Linked DNA regions of Sus scrofa: region 2 is linked to region 1. Evidence: chromatin contacts called from public HiChIP or PLAC-seq data. All regions are on one chromosome and are shown on one strand. The core of a region is the stretch at or near the end of the contact, and the rest is flanking DNA. Distances in the headings are between cores, read along the strand shown.

The links. HiChIP or PLAC-seq counts read pairs in DNA pulled down with a chosen protein or histone mark.
Region 2: an H3K27ac HiChIP or PLAC-seq map of alveolar macrophages shows a contact between it and region 1. The contact joins two enhancer-like sites. A contact is called at or near these places in 2 of 2 datasets of contacts at active chromatin or transcription factors (alveolar macrophages and skeletal muscle).

Annotation. Positions count from the first base shown.
Region 1 is chr1:26,654,527-26,661,497 of Sscrofa11.1, reverse strand. No RefSeq gene overlaps it. Among named protein-coding and RNA genes, the nearest start is that of OLIG3, 140 kb to the left of the region's middle. Within about 2 kb of position 4,522, at least 5 of the 83 cell types and tissues checked have an H3K27ac peak or open chromatin away from gene starts, as enhancers often do. A contact at or near this core is called in alveolar macrophages, where this site is marked.
Region 2 is chr1:26,982,061-26,989,124 of Sscrofa11.1, reverse strand. No RefSeq gene overlaps it. Among named protein-coding and RNA genes, the nearest start is that of IFNGR1, 52 kb to the left of the region's middle. Within about 2 kb of position 3,529, at least 17 of the 83 cell types and tissues checked have an H3K27ac peak or open chromatin away from gene starts, as enhancers often do. A contact at or near this core is called in alveolar macrophages, where this site is marked.

The DNA of each region.
Region 1 (6,971 bases), core at 3,273-5,772:
ATCAAGCCCTGAAAAGACATGGGGACATGCATATTACTAAGTGAAAAGAGCCAATCTATAAAGGCTACATACTGCATGATTCCCAACTCTATGATATTCCAGAAAAGGGAAAATTATGGAGACAGTAAAAGAATCAACGGTTGCCAGGGTTTGGGGATGGGGGTTTGTGGAAGAGATGAATAGATAGAACATGTGGAATTTTTAGACTAGGGAAAAAAAATTGGTATGATATTAGGATATCCATTATCTGCTGGATACATCTGTCCAAACCCACCAAGTAAACTATGGACCTGGGATGATGACAATGTGTCCGTGTAGGTTCATCAGTTGTGACAAACGTACCACCCTGGTGGGGGATGTGGCTAGCAGGGGAGGATATGCATGGGGGGAGGGAAGCGGTATATGGGAAACCTCTGCAGCTTCCTCTCAATTTTGCTGTAAACCTAAAACTGCTCTAAATAATAAATTCTTTAAAAAGAGAGAGAACTGGGGAGATGGTGAATCCAAACCAGGGTGGTAGTGCTAGCTGCCTTCCACTGGGATGAAGGAGAGTGGGGTTTGGTTGATGTGGCTCAGTAGGTGGAAAGGTGGAAGTGCCAGGGAAGCCAATAGTGGGCAAAAGCTTAAAATACTAAAGAATTACTACCAACTTAGCTGTGCACCATGGATGGGGCTGTTTAAAGGGTCTTTAATGGAGTCAGCGGAGACCCTGGCTGATTACAGATAGCAAAGTCCAACACCACACAAGAGATTGGTCTTCTAGATAATAACCAAAACACAAGGCTCTAGTTAATGGATTCTTCGCTTAGTTTAGTCTAAGATTGAATTAGCCTTTTTAGGAAATTAAAGCAAACCCCTGACTCATATTACTCTTGAGGTCAATTAAAATCCAAAGTCTTTTTTACAAGAATGCCTGACAAGTCAGACCTCCTCAAACCTGTACAAGTACAGTAAGTTCTCTCTTTTTCTGGGTGATGTAAATGGGGAAAGGCTTAGTACAGATACTTGTCAACACATGAAAATTAGGCAATTGAATAGGCAAATTACATAGTACGCACCAATGAGGCACCAACAAATTGCATTTGGTAAAATGGTCAAACATTCTAATTTCTTGGTGTGCCCAATCCAGGCTTGCGCACTCATTTGGGGAGTTTTTTTTAAAAACTTTTTCTACACTGGTACATAATCTAGGATTCCCCCTAGAGCTATTTTATTAAGCACCCCATTTTTCATTTTCTACACTAATGAGTCTCCACTGTTTTTTCATCAGTCAAGGAAACTTCAATTACTACACAACTAAATGAGCACAGGTCAGTCTCATCAAATCAGCAAATATTTATTTAGGGTCTGTCTACCATATGCTTTTGTTGGTGCAGTGGGGAATAACAAAGGAGTAAGACATTACTTTCTGCTCTCAAATAACTTGTAATCTAGTCAGGTTTATATACATATAACTTACAAGGCAAGTAGTCTATGATAAGACTCCGTGATGAAGAGATACTAAACATTTATAGGAATTTAGAAGATACCATTTGTTGGACTGATGTGATCACGGAATTTTTCATAGACGCAAAAGCTTGAATGATGTTCAGATAAGGATCAGGTCTCATTCTGGTTTCTCTTTTACTTTCTCATGCTGTTGTCAGCAAGTGTGGATTTATTATAAGAAGAGATGTGTGTCTTAAGAACTACAAGAGGAGAAAGGCAGCCAGGCCTCTCTGGAAGATGCCGTGACAAGGTTTTGGAAAGTCCCAAGTCTCCCCTTTCCATATCTTTCTCTGTTTCTCAAGTCACCTGTTTTACACTCTCTTCTGCTACTTTGGTCCATGGAGAGGCAATCCTACAGCTCCAGAATTCACAGGTCATACTTATAGTCACCTGCAGAGAGAGAATCCCAACTTATAATGTCTTGGGAGGTGATGGTGATGGAGGCTTGTTAGTTCAGGATAAATAATTTAAAAGATGCAATTTAGAAACAATTGTCAGAAGAAAAAGAATTTAAGGTTCCCAGCTCGACACAAAATCTTCTCCCAAATATTTTTTAAAGACTGCTTCTTTCTCCCTGTTTTCTTCAACTATTTTCTATCCAGATTTTGAGTCATTGTTATGGGGAACCCACCAGGTAATGTATCCATCAATTAATTACATTTGCATCTGCCTCCATCTATTTGCAGATAGTCGAGAATTGATTACACTACTTCTCTGCTAAAAAGGCTGTGTCTTAAATCAGGATAGAGCACCATAGAGCAAGATGGTAGCATCTCATACATACTCTCAAGTGATCGGTCAGATGGATGAGTTAAATTTGTGCATCTAGTCTACATCTTTGCTTATAAAAATGGAGATCATTTGCTTCAGATTGTTTTGGAGGAAAGGATAGTTTCTTGGGATGGGGGGAAGCCTAAGAAAGGAACAAAAATATTTCTGCTGTGATGTGCAAAAACATTTGGAATTGGTTTGGACTTTGATGACAGAGCAGCCTACCACTTCCCTCCTCTCCTATCCCATCTATTTGTGCCATGGATTTACTGAAGAAACACAGTCACTAAAGGTGTGTTGGATGGTACAGACTTGATAAAATGTTAAGAGGGAATATTGTAGCCTGAGTGATGACTGCTTTGGAAGAAATATCATACTCAAGTCCAGGAGAATACATCAAGGCAAGATTGCAGTGTTCTGGGAAAGAGATGATGGTGATCTGAATTGGACAGGTGGAACAGGGATTAGAGGGAGGAATTCATCTTTGATCCAATCCAAGAGACAGTTCCCAATTCTGATTACAGCAATTACCTAAGATCTGTAGTAAGCTAAAAGGTGAGAATGATATTTAATATTTAATAAGCTTTTATTGAAATGTTTAGGTAATATCATTAGGTGGTGAGCTCTCCCAAGGAGTGCTCAGAAAGAGCTAGATGACCAGCCACTGGGGATGATGAACCTTAAGGCTAAAATCTCTTGTGCCCAACATCTCCTTCTCGACAGGTGATTGTCCAAACTGTATTCGAAGAGTTTAAGTATGAGACAGAACACTTGGCTCTGGGAGGCAGCCTATTTGAGGGCTGAGCATCTGTAATTATTAGAATGCGTCTCCTGACAATTAGCCCCTTGACAGTCTAGGACTGTATAAAAGAAACCCATTCCTCATCATCTTCTCCAGGCTAAACCTTTTCAGTTCCTTTAACTGTTTTTCATTTCTTGTCTTCGTTCCTCTTTTCTGGCCATGCTTCCTGCTGGCACTGCCCTATTTGGAGCTTGCACCCAGAACTGCACATGCTTTATGAGGGGCAGCCTAACCTGAACAGAACAGAGAGGCTATGAGTTCTGTTATTCCAGCTACTGTATTTCACTAACACAGCTATAGGTGACAATCAAGGTTGTGGCAGCTCTTTATATTCTTCACTTATTTTGAGTCAACAAAATCCCCGAAGTTATTCTTTGCGTGTGCCACTGTTCAAACATGTAGAGCTGTGAAGCTCACCTTGGAATCGAGGGAGAAAACTTTATAGTAACCATATTGCATGTTTCCTTGTTGGAGTCAGGCCATTGCTCTAATCCATCAAGTTCTTTTTGAACTTTAAATCTGACATCTGGTGTTTCAGTCACTCTTCTCCATTTTAAATCATCTGAAACTTTAATTTAAAGCCAGCTCAGCCCATATTCATTGAAACAGAACTGTTAAAGAGGGGAGGGCTGGGGATGAAAACTCCTAGAGCTCTCTGGCCAGGATGACAAGTTTTTCACAAACAGCATTTTCCTTGGATATGGCCCCTTACTAGTTACAATGCACTCCACTGCTTAAACTCCAGCCCCCAATTTTCCTTCTCATCTCCAAGGATATTAAAGATCATTTCTATTCTCTGTCAACAGACTTCCGTTGGTCTATCCAGTTAAGAACTCTATGGATAAATGAGCTGAGTGCAGTACAGCTTGTTAGTAGTGCTTCTATGCTGATTCCTAATTTCTCCTGAACAAAGTCACCAGATTGCAGTCCAGAAAATTCACCTTCCTCCCCTTTACAAATCAAGATAGTATGGGAATTCCCATTGTGGCTCAGCCGGTTAAGGACCTGACATAATCTCTATGAGGTACAGGTTTGATTCCTAGCCTCACTCAATGGGTCAAGAATCCTGTGTTACCATGGCTATGGTGTAGGCCTGCAGCTATAGCTCTGATTTGACCCCTAGCCTGGGGAACTTCCATTTGCCACAGGTGTGGCTGTAAAAATAAAATTAAATAAATAATCCATCAAAATGGCATATGCCAAACTCCACCTTTTTGGAAATCATACCATCCTTCACAGTCACAGATTAATGCAGCAGTTTGACTTTTCTGGCAACTTCCTTCAGGCAGTTCACTATGTAGGTCAGGAGACAAACTGACTTAAGGCATTGAGTTCCAAGAGCCTTTTACCAGAGTTTGATCCAAACTTGTGGGATTATTCTCATTGATAAAGACAGTGGAAGACAAGTAGGGGTAGAACAGTGTGTTTTTCTCCCTGCTTTCTTTTGACATTAAACCATCTGGCTCTGGAGTAAGTCTTTGCCTTCCTTGTTCTGCTTCCTGCTTTGAGTACACCCCAGATCACCCCATTGTGCACTTCAGCACTTTTCACAAGCCTTACTTCCTACTAAATATTCGCATCCACAGGCTGGATGTAATTGCACACGCACATTTCTTCTTCTTTTTTGTTTTTTGCTTATTTTAGGGCCACACCCACAGCATATGGAAATTCCCAGGCTAGGGGTTGAATTGGAGCTGTAGCTGCTGGCCTACACCATAGCCACAGCCACAGCAACTCGGAATCTGACTGACATTGCAGCTCATGGCAACACCAGATCCTTAATCCACTGAGCAAGGCCAGGGATCAAACCCTCAACCTCATGGATACTAGTCAGGTTCATTTCTGCTGCGCCACAATGGTAACTCCCCATTTCTTTCTTTTTATTTTTTATTTTTTAATTTTTAGGGCTGCACCAGAGGTATATGGAGGTTCCCAGGCTAGGGGTCGAATCAGAGCTGTAGCTGCCGGCCTACACCACAACCACAGCAATGAGGGATTCAAGCCACATCTGAGACCTACACCACAGCTCACGGCAACACTCCCGATTAACCCACTGAGGGGGGCCAGGGATTGAACCGGCGTCCTCATAGATGTCAGATTCATTTCTGCTGAGCCACAATGGGAACTTCCCATTTCTTCTTAATTATGAGTTTGTCCACCTTTTCTGTACGTCCTTCTAAAATCTGGGCTGAGTTCCTCGAGAGTCATGTTAGCATCTTAGCTCACCTCGCCAGGTTTACTCAGGGTGGATTAGTTCCAGAGATCAATAGTCCCCCAAACCTTTTAAGTCATCTCTATTTTATAGTTGAAGTCACCGATTCCCACCTAACCTTTAATGGAATTCTTTCTGAAATGTCTTCTCTTACCCAGCTTGTTTAAATGTCTGACACTCTTCAGGGAACGTGCATATTTTTTCCGAAGGTTCTCAAGGAAGCAACGTGGTAGTGGAAAAGGTCTGATTTCTGAGTCAGGACTTTGTTCAAAGTCTGCACCTGCTCAAACTAGCCAGGTAACCTTAGGTGGCAGTTCCCTTCATCTCTCTGAGGCTAAGCGGAGATAATTATGCATTACCTCACAGAGGTAATCTCTCATCTCACAGAGTCATGAGATGAACAAATGAGATGATGTCTGTATTCAGTGACAGCTGACACATAGTGGGTCTTCAGGCAATGTTGGTTCTTTTCCTCTTTGCCTTTCTCTCTCCCTCTTTCAGTACACCAACCTGTTCTCACTTGTTTTTCATAATTCATTCAGAGTAGAAGTTCCTCTCATAGTCTTTGTTTTTTTAGGGAGACTCAGTATCCAGCTAGGTAAATAAGAACTTACCCAGCTTCTGCCTTTGGTGTGGATGAACCCCGGTAGAAAGCCCCATCACTGCCGCATCTTGCTTCTCTGCTGTGGCTTTTGCCACCCGGATCATTTCCTCCATCCGGTCCAGGTGTTAATTCTAAAAAATATTTGGAAAACTCTGAGAACATTTTCGATCCTTTGCGCTTCGTTCTTCTTGTAAACGTTTAGCCTTCTCTTCCAAAACAGTCATCTTTTACGTCATAGGGATGTTTTTTCTCATTCTAGATAACTCAATTCTGAGGAATCTGGGTGCAAAACTTTAATGGAAAAGCCACAACTGAGTTCCTTCAGCAATGCCCAGGATGTTGAGGAACAGATTTGAGTTGGGCCATTTTGAATCGGGCTCCTCGTCATCACTAATCTTCCTGCCTTTCCAGATTCAGGGCTAAGCTGAAATCTTGTGCTTCCTCAAATGCTTCTCTGACTTTCCTTACTTCCTCCAGTTAAAAATACCTGCCCTTTTGGGTTTGAATGGGAATGACCACTTACATTAAATATCCATCACTACATTTTTCACTTTCTCTTTACCCACTTCTGGGTCACTTTCCCCCTGCTGCTGTGTCTTCTTCAAGGTCTGAACTGCACAGGCTACCTTTTCTGAGATGCCTGGAACCTCCCTGTTGGGCAAAAATATACTTATCAGCCTCTGGACCATGTGTGCATCTCCCAGGTGACAGGGAAGTAAGCAGGAAATGAAAGAAGGGAGCCTAGATTTCCATCACTGGGGGATTTCTTCAGTCTTAAGGGGCAGCCTATTGAAATAAAACCACCCTAAATGTCACCTACTGACCCAACTTTGATTCTCTGGATTTTACTTTTAGGTCAAGCCTAACCTGCAGCTGGATTTTTACTATATATTATATCATATCATACCAAATAGTACACCCTTCCTGACTATTCCAAGAGGATTTGTGTTACATGTTTAAGTGTCAATCAAAGGTGGCCCTTAAAGAAAGCTGAATTTTTTTTTTTGTCTTTTCTAGGGCCGCACCCGTGACATATGGAGGTTCCCAGGCTAGGGGTCGAATCGGAGCTGTAGCCACCAGCCTACGCCGGAGCC
Region 2 (7,064 bases), core at 2,280-4,779, 330 kb before region 1:
CTTCTAAAGGCCACACACATTCCTTGGCTCATGGCCATCTTCCGCCACGTCAGTGCCAGCGACTGCAGATTGAAGCCTTCTCACATTGCATTATTCTGAACGTCTCTTCTGCCTCCTTCTTCCAGTTTGAAGGGTTACATTGTGATGCCATTGGCCAACCTGAATAAGGCTTAACAATCTTGCAAGATTCTGAGTGATGGGATGGGGACCTCCTTGCGGGAGCAGTGGTCATTATCTGCCTACAACAGTCACCACTTCCATGGTGATTATCATTTTCACGCAAATGTATATAGTAACCTGATTAGTCTCCATCCTTTATGAATGTAATGAGTATTTATTGATTGCTTTGATTATGAAAATGAGTTAAAATATCTCTGCTCCCAGTCTGATTACAATATACACGGCCAAGCAAATAATTATAAAACCGTGAGAAGAGGGCTGGATCTCTTCACTATTTTCCACCAGCCCTGGCAGGAGCTTAAAAGGATTTCTGCAGATAAAATGTTCAGAGAAGAAAGAAGCCAATGCTCAAGCCACGTCCCTGAATGAGATAGGAGATTGGAACATTAGGGGAAGGTTCCCAAAGGCAGGCTTCTCCAGACAGACTCTTGAAAAACGTGCGGAATTTACCAGATAGAGAACAGAGAGAAAATGATGCTTAACAGAGAGGATAGAGAAATCTCTAGACTGTGAGAAAGCGGGTGGGGTTCGGGGAACTGCAGGTACTTTGGGATCTCCAGAGCAGCGCTGTCCAATAAATCTTACTGCAGAGGTGGAAATATTCTGCATCTGGTGATGCCCATCGGAGCTGCCACTGGACACCTGTGGCTCTGGAGCACTTGAGACAGAGGGACTGGGTTTTTAATTTAATTATTTAATTTAATTGAAATCTAAAGAATGTGCATGTGACTAGTGACTGCCCCACTGTCAGCACAGCTGCAGAGCTCAGAGGGTCTCTAGGGAATGACGAGAGGGGATGGAGTTGGGGCAGTGAGTGGAGGTTAGATTACAGGTGGCCTTTCTTGCTATGCAGGGAAGTATGATTTTAGCTTTTAGAGATGGGGTTTTCAAACAGAGTTCCATGGATACTGCTGGTTCTGTGGATGTGGTTGCTCAGAACGGCTGCCAGGGCTGTCGGGAAAGCTGGGGGAGACCCCAGGAAGGCTGAGTGGGTGCGTGGAGGTCTGTTCCCCCTCCTCCCATTAACCCATCTCACGAGTCTCCTTCAGCTGAGCAGCTCCAGTTTTATCATTTTGTTATGTGGGGGTTTTGTACGATATTATGGGGGGAAATGACTGCTTTAGGGAACGACGAGAAACAGGATGACAGATTTGCATTTCTGATAAATCCCTCGATCTAGAGGTTAGATTTTGATGGTAAAGAAGGTACTGGAGGCAGAGAGAGGGGTTGGAAGTTGATCTTGATAGTCTGGACAAGAGAAGGTGCTGCCTAAACTGAGCAGTTGCAGACCAGTGGAGCATCAGGGCAGATTTAAAGGGGACTCAGGCGGGAGATTAGCCAGGCTTTGGTGAGCAGTCACATGCTGGGAATAAGAAAGAAGAAAGAATCTCTGATCACTGCATGGTTTTGAGAGAATTTGTACCAGAATGATAACATTGCAGTTTTCCTTTGGTCCTTGCGCTACTGTAGCAAAGCATTGAAATGGTGGGCATTTTACAAATTTATTAAAGTGAAAGTACATTTTGAGACAGTGAGAGTAAAAAAGGGGGCCTGCCTCAATTTATAGTTGTTTTATATCCTCATCCTGAGGACCTGAGTGGGGACCCACTGATTTCTTCTGCCCCAGCCCCCTATACCCTGCCCCTGCCTAAGGGCTGAGCGTTGCTTGATCTCTGGATGGGGCCTATTTGATCTTCCAGTTGGTTTCAGGCAGGAGACCTTGTTTGCATGGGAACAGGTTATATAGAGGAGGGTGAAGAATGGACCCCATTCCTAGGGAATGAGCAGCTCAGGCTACTCGAGGTGGGCAAGAGACATCACAGTGAGACCCGGCCAGAGGCTTTGGGGTTTAATCTCCTTGAAAGGAGCTTGTAGCCTCTAACAGTTTCAGCTGTGAGGGAATGGGCAAATAGATGTGCTTAAGGAATACAGGAGGAGAAAAAATGATGACGATCCAGGACCCTCTCCATTTACACCTCAGACTACTCACTATCCGAGGACATTTTAATCATGGCTAGTAAACCGAGAACCTGAGGCAGGTGAGCTCCTGATGACAGACTGGCCCTTCCCAGGCTGAGCTGCATGGTGGCCTGCACCCTGCTATCCAAGGAAAGGTCCAGAAATGACTGAGAACACACTGTGGTTGCTTCCGACAGGCTGGCACCCCCCCCCCATCACAATCCACCAGACACTTTTCAGGTGGCCCATGGACCTTCAACACCAGAAATCCACTGGAGAGACCCAGATGAGGCTCAGGAGCCTGCATGTTCAACAGCTCACCAGATGATCCTCATGCACCCTGCAGGTGGAAACCCACTTCTCTAGAGGTGGTTTGCATAGACTTCCTGCCCTTAGAGACTCAGGTCAGGGTAGAGGTTTTTAGATTTACGTACTTATGAAGTTCATTTCCGGTATAGGCAATGCTTTACCTGATGGGCACCCCTGTATTCAGCAGGGCTTCTTCCAAGCCCAGTAGAGCAGGAGGACAGATCAAAAGAGCTCCCAGTGTGATGTGAAGGAGGGGCGGTGCCCTTGACAGTGGGAAGTAAACTAATGTATTTGCAAATAAGCACAGGTGAAGCACACCAGGAGGCCTCTGGGTGCGGGGGGTTGTGGCAGGGAGCTGTAGAACTTACAGGAAACCCTAAGTGAGCTGGAGGGGACACTCGCCAAGGAAGTATGTGTCATTGGAAGGAAGTGTGACCTCATCTACACGAGCAGCTGGTGAGACCTGAATGAAATCAGGTTACGGATGAGAGAGCTGAGGTTCACAGGCCTTATGTCTGTGCATTTGTTTATTGTTGTTTTTTGTTCTAAGATAACACAGGTGCTTAGTGAAATTCTAACCCAGGTCTGCCTAACCTCAAAACATGAGATGTTGCTGCTGTGCTTCCATGTGCTGAGGAAGTTCAAAGCTCTCCTGATGGTTTTGAAAATAATGGGGAGAAAGTGGGACACAGTCCAAGTCTGAACTCATTGTTTTTTGTCCTTGAAAACTTTCCTCTGGTGTAACTCAGGAAGGTTCTCCAGCTGAGTTCTGTGAAATGTTTTCAAATGCAGTGGAAAAAAGGTTTATTTATTACTGATATAGAATTGAGGACTAATGCACTGTACTTATATTACTTTTATTGATTTTTCTCACAATACTTTTGGAAATCATTTATTAATGCAATTATTTTCTCACCCGTGGCACATGGAAGTTCCCAGGCTAGGGATTGAATCAGAGCAGCAGCTGCCGACCTATGCCACAGCCACAGAAACTCAGGATCTGAGCTATGCCCGTGACATACACCACAGCTCAGGGAAACACCGCAACACCAGGTCCTTTACCCAATGAGTGAAGCCAGGGATTGAAACCAAAACCGTGTCCTCGTGGATAATAGTCAGATTCATTACCACTCAGCCACAACGGGAACTCCTATTAAAGCAATTCTTATAAAAAGGAAGAGATAAGCCAAAGGGATACAGCCAGGAAGTAATTTTTTTTTCCCCAAACACCTCATAAAATTTAAATGCTCAAATACAGAGCTACTTTATGAGTTTGCAATGCAGCCTGGATACTCTTAAAAGAAAAGAAGGTTTTGTGCTTTAAAGGATAAGAAGCAGAATCAATTCAATGTCAATAATTGACCACTTCTGTAAAAAAGTTTTAAGATTTCTCTAGAGACAAGGTGAATCATAACAAGTACCCTGACACTACTTTAGTTTTTTAAAATTTTTTTATTGTTTTGCTTTTGAGGGATGCACCTGTGGCATAGGGAGTTTCCCAGGCGAGGGGTTTAATCGGAGCTACAGATGCTGGCCTACACCACAGCCACATCGATGCCAGATCCAAGCCGCATCTGCAATCTACACCACAGCTCATGGCAACGCCAGATCATTAACCCACTGAGCAAGGCCAGGGATCGAACCCTCAACCTCATGGTGCCTAGCTGGATTCGTTTCCACTGCACCATGATGGGAACTCCTGAAAATACTTTAGTTTTAAATAAAAGACCAGCTCAAAGCAAATTGGTGGTTTTATTAAAGTAAAAAAAAAAAAAAAAAAGTTGTTAAGAAAGAGGCTTATCAAGAAATTTCCAAGAATACTTTCTTTTGGTGATTATGAAAATCTTCTGAAATTAGACATTATGTGATTAGATAGATGTTGGCATAACTATGAATCTACTAAAAACCACTGAGTTTTATATTTTTAACATGATTAATTTTATGTTACATGAATTATATCTCAGTAAAGCTGTTATAAAATAAAACAGTAACAAGAGGACATAAGATGCTTTAGTCACAAAACACACACACACACACACACACACACACACACACACACACACACACACACCCCACCCAAATCTTTGTGGAACTAAAACATTTTTAGCCAAAATCTAAAAGATAAGATGGTCAGTGCTAAAACCCAAATTACTTGCCTGGGAGAATGTTTAATTTTAAGAGACAGGGAAAATATAGGAAGAAAAAAAATTAAAAGCTTGGAAGATATAACCGAAAATAACAAAGGGATAACAAATTTCTAGCAGAACAAAATGTATGGGTTTCAAAATTCATATGGAAATGCGAGGAACCCAAAATATCCAAAACAATTTTGAAAAAGAAGAAAAAAATAAGAAAACTAGCACTTATTTAACAACTTACTAAAAAGCTATGATAATTAAGACAATGTTGTACTGGTCTAAGGGAAGATATATAGATCAATGAATTACAACTGAGAGTCCAGAAGTAAACCTATTTATGGTCAATTGATTTCAGACAGGGGTGTCAGACCAATTCGGTGGAGGAAGAATAGTCTTCCCAAAAATGAAGCTGAGATGTTGGAATGCTTATATGCAAAAGAATGAACTTGGACCTCTAATTCATGTCATAACCAAAAATTACTCAAAATGGACCATAGATACAAATAAAAGCAATGAACTATACAAATCTTAAATGAAAAAAAAAGATTAAATCCTTATGGCTTTGGGCTAATCAAGATTTCTTAAATATGATGCAAAAAAGCACAGCAACAAAAGAAAAAAATAGATAACTGTGTTACATCAAAATTAAAAACTTTTGTGCTGCAAATGATACCATCAAGAAAGTGAAAGACAGCCCACCTAAAGGAGAAGATGTTTATAAATCATATATCTGATAAGTGATTTTTATCCAGAATACATAAAGAACTCTAATAAGGCAACCATAAAAAGACAAACAACCCGATTTAAGAAGGGCAAAAGATTTGAACGGATACGTCTTCAAAGAAGATATACAAATGGCTAATAAACATAAGAAAAAATACTTAACATTATTAGTCATTAGGGAAACACAAATTAAAATCACATCTACTAGAACAGCCTTATTTTTTTTTTAGCAGAAAAAAAATACAAGTTGGTGAAGATGTAGAGAAATTGGAACCTTCATACAGTGCTGGTGGGAATGTAAAACATGCAGTCATTTTGGAAAACCGTTTGACTGTTTCTAAGTTAAGTATAGAATTACCAGATTATCTAGAAATTGCACTGTTGTCTATACATATCTAAGAGATACAGAAACACATGGCCTCACAAAAATGCATATATTTGTGCTCACAGCAGTTTTATTTATATTAGCCAAACACAGGAAACCATTCAAATGTCCTTCAACTGATGAATGGATAAACACAGTGTGGTATGGCTATGCAATGGAATAGTATTTGACAATAAATGGATTAGGTACTGATACACACTAGAACATGGATTAACCTTGAAGACACCACGCTAAATGAAAGAAGCCAGAAACAAAAAACCTATGATGTATGATTTCACTTATTTGAAATGTCCAGAGTAGGCAAATCTATAAAGACAGAAAGTAGGTTGGTAGGTGCCTAGGGCCAAGGTCAGAGAGTACAGGGTTTTTTTTCAGGGGAGGATGATGAAAATGTTCCAAAGTTGGATTGTGAAGGTGGTTGAGAAGATCTGTGGATATATTAAAAATATTGAAGCATAAACTCTGTACTTATAAATTAAAAAATACTTTTGAATTTTGTGGTATGTGATATCTCAGTAGAGATGTTAAAGAATTTTAAGAAAACTGACAGTAATACAAATTACACAGTTATTTCACTTTCCAGAAGTCCATTAATTAAAACTCCTATGTCTTGTTAATTCTCTAGATTTCTAGGTCAGATGATAATAAATTTGTGCTTCACCAGGAATTTCCTGGACACATTCCAGATGGGAATGCCTTAGCTGAGTGCGGAGACTTAGGAATTCTGATAGGCAAGTACCATCTTTTGATCAACAAAATTGTCAAAGGAATTAATTGTAACTTCAGAAATACTGGCTTTCTGCTAGACAGAATCTTTCGGAACTTAGTAGGGGAAATTAATAACATGGATTTTTGGTAGTGGGAGTATTGTAAAAGTTAACAGAGCCTGCAGGAGATAGTACCAGAACATGCATGATTTGGCAGGCACTAATTAAGTACCTACTATTTACCAGAAGTTGTTAAGCCCCGGAGAGAAATACCTACACACTCGGTCCCTACCCTAAAGAAGCTTATAGTCAAGGAAAAGAAACAAACACATTTATTTAAGATTACATGTCCGGTGCTGTAGGGAGAGTATGCAAGGAAACTAGGACGGAGAGGAGAGTCAGAAAGGCTCCTGGGAGGAGTTTCTAAGACGAAATCTGGGCTGGGGTGAAAGTAGGCTGCTGCCAGGCACAGGCATCTACCAAATGCTGCATCCAGGGAGAAGAAAGACACCATGGACAGCCAGTGTCTGAAAAAAACACACAAAAGTTTGTTCTCCTCTTGATGCTGTGTGCTTAAGCGTCTTCGAAAAAGGAACGGTTGTAAGAGGCAAAGTACCTGAGCTTGAGCAGGAAATGCCTTGACTCATTGTTTCCTCCTTAAGA